Regions from separate parts of the Anas platyrhynchos genome. Here region 2 is linked to region 1. The links are chromatin contacts, called in public Hi-C maps. All regions are on one chromosome and are shown on one strand. Each heading gives the region's core, a stretch centred on a gene start, on an enhancer-like site or on the middle of the called end of the contact. The rest is flanking DNA. Distances are from core to core; before and after follow the strand shown. Region 1 overlaps APLP2 (amyloid beta precursor like protein 2). Region 2 holds the start of NFRKB (nuclear factor related to kappaB binding protein).

Evidence for each region. Hi-C and Micro-C count contacts between places; a contact is called where the count stands out from the background.
Region 2: a Hi-C map of F1 follicle shows a contact between it and region 1, with 2.0 times the contacts expected there. The contact joins the promoter of NFRKB here to the enhancer-like site in region 1. A contact is called at or near these places in 4 of 8 Hi-C or Micro-C datasets (F1 follicle, liver, skeletal muscle and 1 more).

What each region holds. Positions count from the first base shown.
Region 1 is chr25:4,349,793-4,354,125 of IASCAAS_PekinDuck_T2T, forward strand. It overlaps APLP2 (amyloid beta precursor like protein 2), which reads right to left. Exons shown (of 18, transcript XM_027444200.3): 14 at 4,210-4,245; 15 at 1,256-1,338; 16 at 351-425. Among named protein-coding and RNA genes, the nearest start is that of TMEM45B, 41 kb to the left of the region's middle. Within about 2 kb of position 1,944, at least 2 of the 8 cell types and tissues checked have an H3K27ac peak or open chromatin away from gene starts, as enhancers often do. A contact at or near this core is called in F1 follicle, where this site is marked.
Region 2 is chr25:4,457,662-4,461,994 of IASCAAS_PekinDuck_T2T, forward strand. It overlaps NFRKB (nuclear factor related to kappaB binding protein), which reads left to right and starts at 1,945. Exons shown (of 26, transcript XM_027444385.3): 1 at 1,945-2,148; 2 at 2,550-2,703; 3 at 3,151-3,352; 4 at 3,448-3,575. The coding sequence starts at 2,569. PRDM10 (PR/SET domain 10) reads left to right here. Exons shown (of 22, transcript XM_072027604.1): 22 at 1-1,700.

The DNA.
Region 1 (4,333 bases), core at 694-3,193:
ATCTGTGGTATCGAGGCACGACCGATTATACTTGGCAGTATAAATATTTCATCCCTTTCTGTCAAAAGGATAATGAACACAAAGTCGTTTCCCCATTTAGGCATTTCTGGACAAGCACTGACTCACACTGCTTTCATACCCCACAAAGCGCTTTTGCAACAAAAGAGTCAAGTTAGCATCTAATGTTTTTACTGTGATCTTCATGCAGAAATGCCATCCTGCATTATGCTCTGCATGACTTGCCATAGCAGCGTCAACACATTGAATCCCTGGAATTCAGCAATACACAAGAACCAAAATCCAGTTTCAGGAAGTCACCAATCACCAGATGCAGTAGCCATAATACATACCGGCTCGTCCACCAGCCCACCAACACGCTCTGCATTGAAAATCATTTCCTTCACATCAAGGGTTTCATCAATTACCTGAAAACAGTCACAAAAAGCGTTTTATGAAAGGAGCTGTAAGAAACAGGTGGGAGAAGGAGTATGAAGCCAGACAAGAGACCTTTAACGCATACAAGCAAGAGCTCAGAACCACCTACCATTTTTTGCCTGCTCTCTAAAGCGTGGGATCTTCTCCAACTTTTAGAGCCAACTGAGCTACTGACTGCAACCATTTGGAAGCCTAGACTACCTCAAACTAAAGACCCGAATTAAAAATGCAGGTCCTGCCTTGGACACAGCATTTCTGTCATGTAACATCTAACTTATGGCTATAGAATGATTCTGAAAGTAGGCTCCAAGAAGTCACTTTTATATATATATTTTTAAGCCAGGTAACTGGGGCAAGACAGCTGCCACTATGACCTAGTGAATTTTTTACACTGCATATAAAGCTAATTGCCTACTGGGTCATGTACCTTTACAAGAAGGTGAGATGTACCTTGCTAGGAAAAGTATGTGGGAAGGCAGGTGGAATGCAGCAGCATTCAGTGTACTCAGACAGAAAGCTACCTAGCTAAAATAAAGGTGTATCAAAGGGTCTCTGCTTGGGAAAGCAATTACTAAATCAGACACTTCTCCAGCTCAGACTGCCAAAGATCCAGATCTCTCTCCTTCCCTCACCCTCCCACCCTTCTGATGCTAATCAGTATTAAGAGCCTACAATAGTCAGAAAACTGACTCCCCCACACCATATGGATAATGAACACACTGACATTCTGCTAGCAGGAAGGAGACATGGAAATAAGCCACTGCTATTAATTAGTGTCCACGGCAGGCTTTGCTTTACAAAATAAAGGTGGAGGGCTCACCACATTTTCATCCACTTTGTTCTTGCTGTTAATCACTTTTTCTTCAGCGCCAATCAGCCCATCCAACTCTGTCATGCCAGAACCTGCACCAAAAGAGCAAGGCAAGGACCATTAGTCAGCCCTTAGTGACATTTAGGAAGGATTACCTACTCTTTGTAGAGCTGCCATGGCTAGTGCGTTTAACTGCATGGACCGCTGATTATTAAGCTGTCTTCATGCTGTTGTGTCAGAAGGGGAGCTCATAAGCTATGCTACAGTGACAAGTGATTGGGGAGGTTCTGTTAATGAAGGGAAATGAGGTGGCAATGAGAGAAGCAGACAGGACTCACCAAAACAGGCTGAAGTGTAAATCCAGAAATACCATACGGTTATAAGTACTGCTGTTAGAATGTCCAAGGCAACATGTAACACAAATTGTGAGCGTGCAATTCTTTTCTGCAAGTGTCAGCCAGGGTCACCACCACCTCCGCATGACCCCACAACGGAAAGGCACATCTCCCCTCTGCTGACAATCAGCACACAGGGAAGACTTTCAACCGCATGGTCAGCATCACCCATTCTTCTGAAATCAAGTACATCAGCAAGCGCCTCGGGAATGAGAATCTCAAGGTCAACCAGCACAGCTCTGTAATGAGCTTCTGTCCCGTAGCTGGCACAAGTCCAGAAACAATAAATCCCAAGGCAAAGGAGGAGCAAAGTACTTCACTAGCCTTTGTACCAGAACATCACTCACCCACTTCTAGGCTAAAACTACTACAGGCTGAAGAGAAGAATATCAATTAACAGAAGGCAGCTGCTCTGCATAAACTGTTTTGATCTCAGGCATTTATAGAAAGATCAGATCAATAACAATCTGATGCAAGACACTCTGACCTAACATAACAAGTTAGGAGACTGCAAGTTTTCCATTATCAGTACGGACAATGTAATGTCCTTCACAACATCTATGCCTCCCTAAAGCAAAAGCAGGAGGACAGTGAAATGTCAGCCCTGCACAACGGGGTCCTTCCAATGAGGAGCATGAGGCAGGGGAAATACACTACAGCACTTAACACTGACTGCATACACCTCTCCACAAACTGCTGAGCTTGCAGGTTGCCTAAGACATTATGTCAACCCATGCTGAAATTGGCACATGTTCTTTAATGAGATGCAAAGGAAAGGATATTTGGCTCCATGGCAAGTTTTTACTGTGACAAGCTTCTTACTGCGCAAAAATGCCAAGGAAACTAATGTTTCACTCCAACTCCTCCCAAAAGAAGCATCTAGGGTTTTACTGCATCCCTTTTTCCTCTATAGTTCTTTGGAGACAGTAATCAGATTCCAAGCACAGCCAAGACTGCCCATCTGATTTCCCACGGCTGTTGAAGCAGGTCATGTTGTTATGGAAGTCAATGATTTGGATTTTCTGGACAGACCAGAAATAGTTTTTAAGAGAACTACTGTGCCGGCTTTTGGCCTATGGCTGCTTTATTCAATTCTCAGGAGCCAACGTAACAGTCTCCAGGGCTGGGAGTTCAGTTGCTGCACTGAGCTTTGCTATTTGTCACAGCGCGCTGTACCAAATAACAGACCTAGTTCTATGTAGCTCTAAGGCACAGTTTAGATTATACACTTCCTAGGGAAAAAAAAAAGAAAAAACAAACAAACTCCACACACACACACAAAACAGAACTCCCTAGCAGCCCTTTGTGAAATTCAATGAAAAGACGAAGAAGGAAACACAGGATGTAATCTTAGTCCCCAAGTCATCAGAAACTCTTTTATTTACCCAAATGGGGAGAGGACCAGCTTACGCTTATCATCTTTAAGTCAACGCAGCAGTCATCAATCAAGAATCAAAGTAAAGGCTGTCACAGTTCTTTCCAGAGCAGTCAGTGCACTGACTTCGCTGTGAATTGCTCCACAAGAGGGATGAAGGTGACCTTTGTAAAGAACTACTACTGGTAATGAAAACAGTTCAGCTGCCTGGCCTTCACCACATTACAAAGTTCTTTGTGCTCATATTAAATGGTTATTAGCAAAACCCTTTGATTCTGCTTTGAAATTCTGCACGACATATTTGGAACCAAAGACAGACGAAAGAAAATGACTGGGTTACTCCCCATGCTCACCTCACGTGCCACTGTTCCGCGAAAGTATTCTGACAATTAGCCTCCCATTTCTGCTCTGGAAACCAAATCTGTTAGCAGATCAGCTGGGCCTGATCTTTACCTGAGGCTGTATCTCTGACAAAGGATTTACCACCAATATTTCTATGTCCATTTTAAGGCCCAGTCGGACCCTTTTTAGCCAGGCACTCTGTTACTGCACAATCAATAATGAGCTAAAGGAGAAACGTGTAATCACACAGGACTTGGCTCGTATGGAGAGATGCTACTCCTGAAAAGGGGATGCTAAGAAGACAAACACAAAGGAATCACCTACTTTACCTGTCCCAGAGCAGCTGTACTCCATAATACCTATGAGGACAAGTAGCTGGGAGACACACCCCATGTCTAGGGGGGCACTCTCATTCCTAGTTTAGTGCTGTTGTTAGGTGGCAAGTACAGATTCCACAGCGTGCAGAATAGCCTCTGGACTATTTACCACCAGCAATGCAAGGTTTATTTTGAGAATTGTTGACCAAGAGTACAAATAAAAGACTTATAAAATATGGCATGGCTTCAGACAGACTGCTAAGCCCACATTTTCTTGAGGGCAAAGAAACTAATTATGCATTCTAAGGCACCTTGCTAGCCCATCAGAGAGGAAAACACAGAACCAATTGGATATTCAAACTAGCTTATTTCTTTATCACTAGGCCTAAACAAACAAAACAGAAAGTTTCTGATCTAAATGAGGGCAGGGAAATGAAAATAAAGGTGAGTATGGAACTAAAATGAAGCTACCAAGCACACAGAGAAGGTAGGAGAGTGATAGAAAGCACTGTGAGGGAGCAGCTTAGAACCAACCTTTTTTCATTGGATGGTACAAATCCGGCTGAGGATCTAGCAGGAGGGAAAACAAAAACAAAAATAGCAGAGAAAGGAGATTAAGAGAGAAAGGAAAAAAGGCTTGCGCATGATTTCTGACTCA
Region 2 (4,333 bases), core at 695-3,194, 110 kb after region 1:
TTACTTGCTGGCAAAGCCTTGTAGCATGTATTGCTTCAGTAAATAACATTTTAAATATGGTATGGAAATAGTGACTGTGCGTGATGAGATAAATCCTGTTTAAAATATTGGACAGCTCAGAACTGTTTTGAGGTAGCTTGAAGTGAGTTGCCAAAACATAGATTAATTTGTGCCTGGTATTCTGCTTCTCTTACTGCAACCACTGTACTGGGGCATTAATTAATAATTGGGGCATTAACGTGATTGGTAAAATATACAGAATCACAGAATTTCTAGGTTGGAAGAGACCTCAAGATCATCGAGTCCAACCTCTGGACTAACGCTAACAGTCCCCACTAAACCATATCCCTAAGCTTTAATGAAGACCTGAGCTCCCATTTAGTGTAGTGCAGTGATGAGTCCTTCAGTTCAATGGATTTGGGAGGTCATCTACTTTAGCAATGCAGCCAAGCAACTGCAGTTGTCCTTGCTTGAGCACTTTTGAGTAACAGGCCATTACGATGTTCATCTGGGTGAGCAGAAGGGAGATCTTGGTTTTGGCTTTGCCTTGTGGCATCTTTTTCAAGAAAAGGGTCTATTTTCAGACTGCTAGATTAATAACATGAGTCAAATGTGGTACGAGTAATAGGAAAATAGGAAACTTGGAAATGGGATATTGCAAATGCACTGTTCTGCAGGAGCATTTTTTAAGTCTTAAAAGCTCTACAGTCTTTAGAGATGATCAAACTTTGTCTTTAACAATATTGCAAATGTGGGATTAAACAAACAAACAACAAAATTTTGTTACATTCAACTTTGTTAGAAAGGATCACAGAATGAGGTTGCTTGTTCTTGTACCAGTTATTTAAAGCTGAAAACTACAGGGTATTCTAGAAAACAACTGTAAAACAGCATCTTTGAACTCACATGTTCCTTATCAAAGTTTCTGCTCTGTCCTACAGTAATAGTAGTATACTTATCCATCAGCTTGACACCAGCATTAAGTGATTCACTGTGTCTTAAGTCAAACTGATGCCTCATCGGGGGAGAAGCATCCCTGGAAATCAAGCATTGTGAATTTTCATTCCAAAGTAATAAAATATAGTGATTACCCAGACTGGGGGAGAGAGCAGAACAGCCCCACAGCACAGCTGTGCTACAGGGACTGCTTTTAAAAAGAAGACAAAAACAAAACACAACAAAAATAGCCAATATTTCTTTTTTTTTCTTTTTTTTTTTTCTTTTTTCTTTTTTTTCCAGTTTCTGCAGTGCAGAAGGCATAGGATTTACTATATTTTATTATTATTTTTTTAACCAGAACCACCCCAAACATTTGTCTCTTAAAATGATGTCCCGCTGGAGCTTAATGCTGCAGTACTCTGCTACCTGCACAGGGCATGATTTGCTCAAAGATGGGAATTGCCATGGGGCCTTCTGGGGCCTCAGGCTTTTCTGTGCAGGTGTTTTGGGTCAGTTTCTCAACCCTCACCCCATTAAAAATTAAAATTAAAAAAAATATATACACCTCTCAGACTGCTGGGGCACTTGGGACGAAACATGGTTGTTTCCATGGGATGCTGCAGTGGCTGTCCCACATCGCTCTGCCCGCTGTTATTTAAATGTGTATGTTTATTGTACATTCAGTGACTGTTCTAGTGTTAATAGTCTTGTGCTACCTGGCAGGTGTAAAAACGAAATTAATAAATTCCTTTTTTTTTTTTTTTCTAAATACCGAGCAGTGTGATCTGTGCGGGCCTCCCCTGGGTGAAAAAAGGGACTTTATTTATTGATTGATCCAAAACCGGGCTTTATTTATTGATGCATGTATTTATGTATTTATTTATCAGTTCCGGTTTCAACCGCCTTTTGCCACCCAGAGCCCTGCCCTTTCCGGGCCCCAACATGGCGCCGGGGCAGCGACGCGGCTTCCCGCCCGCCTTCCCCCCCCCTCCCTCCCGCGGCTCTGCGCAGGCGCGGCGGGGGCCATGGGGCGCGTGCGCGGGGCCTGGAGCCGCGGGCGGCCTGAGGGGGGCAGCGGCTGAGGGGGCAGCGCCGCCGGCCCCGGGCCGCGACCCCCCCGCAGCGGGGCTCGGCGGAGGGCGGCTGGGGCTGGGCTCGGCTCCCTCGGTCCTCGCGGCCCCGGGGTGAGGAGGGGGCGGCGCCGCTGAGGTGAGGAGGTGGGCTCTGGGGACGGGGTGGGGGGCTCTGGGGACGGGAGCTCTGGTTTTGGTGGGTTTGGGTGGTTTTTTGGGGTGTTTTCGCCGCGAGGGTTGGGGCTTTGGGGCTTTGGGTGGGAAGCGGTGTGAGGCGTTTTCCTGTCATGCTGGGAGGGTCGCGGCTGCTGGCCCGGTGTGCCCTCTGCCAGAGCACCCCTCGGGAGCCACGGTCTGTGTCCCTCAGCAGGCTGTGCAGCTTGTGTTAAAACACCTAAAATCGTAAAATATCCCGGGTTGGAAGGGACCCGCAAGGATCCTGGGTTCACCAAATGTTGACTCAGATGTTGTCAGCCCGGGATGGAGCTGGTCTGGGGGCTCTGGTGGGTGAGGTGAGGGTTTGCTGCCCCTGCTCAGGAGCCGCAGAGGGAGGAGGATGGACTCCCTGGACCACATGCTGACCGACCCCCTGGAGCTGGGGCCATGCGGGGATGGAAACGGCACACGGATCATGGAGGACTGCATGCTGGGCACAACGAGGGTTAGTCTGCCCGAGGACCTTCTGGAGGATGTGAGTAGCACTACAAACTTTTTATGTTCCCACAGCATTGACAAACAGTATGTTTGCTTCCTGTCCTGGGGCTTACCAGGGAGAGCAAACTGAAAAGGGATGTTTCTGACTCCTGGAAAGGATGTTGAATAGTGCCTTGAATAATATCAGTAAAACTTCTTAAAAGACTTTTCTGTCACATTATTTTTCTAGATAAAGATCCCTTTTATTTTACAGTTATATTTGAGAATAGAATACAAGTTCCGTTTGTTAAAAGTTTTGAATTTATTTGCTACTTGATAACAGTATTTATTTCCTTGGCTTTTTTCCTTACACTGTTGCTTTCTGTGTTTGATGTGTTACACTGTCTCATGTCCTATGTTACTTAACTGCAAAAAGCCTTGAGGGCTAGAAAGTTGTTAAAGACGTGTACACATTTTCTTTGCTATTGTTTTTTCCTTTCTGTAGCCTGAGATCTTCTTTGAAGTTGTCAGCTTGTCAACATGGCAGGAGGTGCTGACAGACGCGCAGCGAGACCACCTAAAAACATTCCTGCCTCGCTTTCCTGAAAACAACCGAGAGCATCAAAACAAAATCATCTCTGCATTGTTCAGTGGTGAAAACTTCCGCTTTGGAAATCCACTGCACATCGCCCAGAAACTCTTTCGGGGTCAGTGAGTGTGATACTCTTTTGTGTATTTTTGGTGTTAAGTTCTTAACTTGCAGTTAATGAAAACTGAAGTAATTTTAACCTCTTTGTTATAGATGGGCACTTCAATCCTGAAGTTGTGAAATACCGGCAGCTCTGTTTTAAGTCCCAGTACAAACGCTACTTAAGCTCTCAGCAGCAGTACTTCTACCGCCTGCTCAAGCAGATCCTTGCTTCCCGCAACGTGAGTATCTTGTCTTTGGGGCCTGGTCATCGCCTTCTTGTGTTCTGTAACGAATAGGCTGTCTTTACAACAAAGTGTCTTGGTGTTTGTGCATTCCTAATTCTCAGAGGACTTTCTGTTACTGAATGCTGCTTTTCTGTTTTTCCAGTGGCCTGTATAATACAAGAACACTAGAAGCATTGTTATGTTTGCAGAGATGCATATCAAACTTCAGATTTTGAATCTTTCATAGCTCTCACTTGTGTAGCGTAGTGTGTTTTTTCCATGCCCATCTCATCCCCGGGCTTCATTCTTGGCACTTCATTTTAACAAGTGAATCTGCCTCAATTTTTCTGCCATTTATGTCATTGTGAAACAAGTAACTTTGCTAAATAGGTAGTTGTGTGAATTCCACAGCCTCATTGGAGACTGGTATAGAATAGATAAAAAAAACTCTGGTTCTGGTGCTGTAAATCCCTGATGAAGTCTTCCTCTGTAGATAGTGCTGTCAGCTTATCTCTGCCACCTGAAACGTGTCCTTTGTAAATGCTTGCTTATCATTTCATTAAGCTTAGGCATCGCAACATACTGTATGCATGGATGAAGAAGAAAGTGGCTTTATTAAATGCCTCATAGTGATAGGGGAAAAAGAATACAGAAATGTATGGGAAGCTATTTCTTCTATAGTCATAAGGGATAAATCTTTTCTTCAAAAGTTTCCCATGTTTGTGTTACACGTTTGGTATGGAAACTGTACAAGTGGATACAAGACCAGTGGT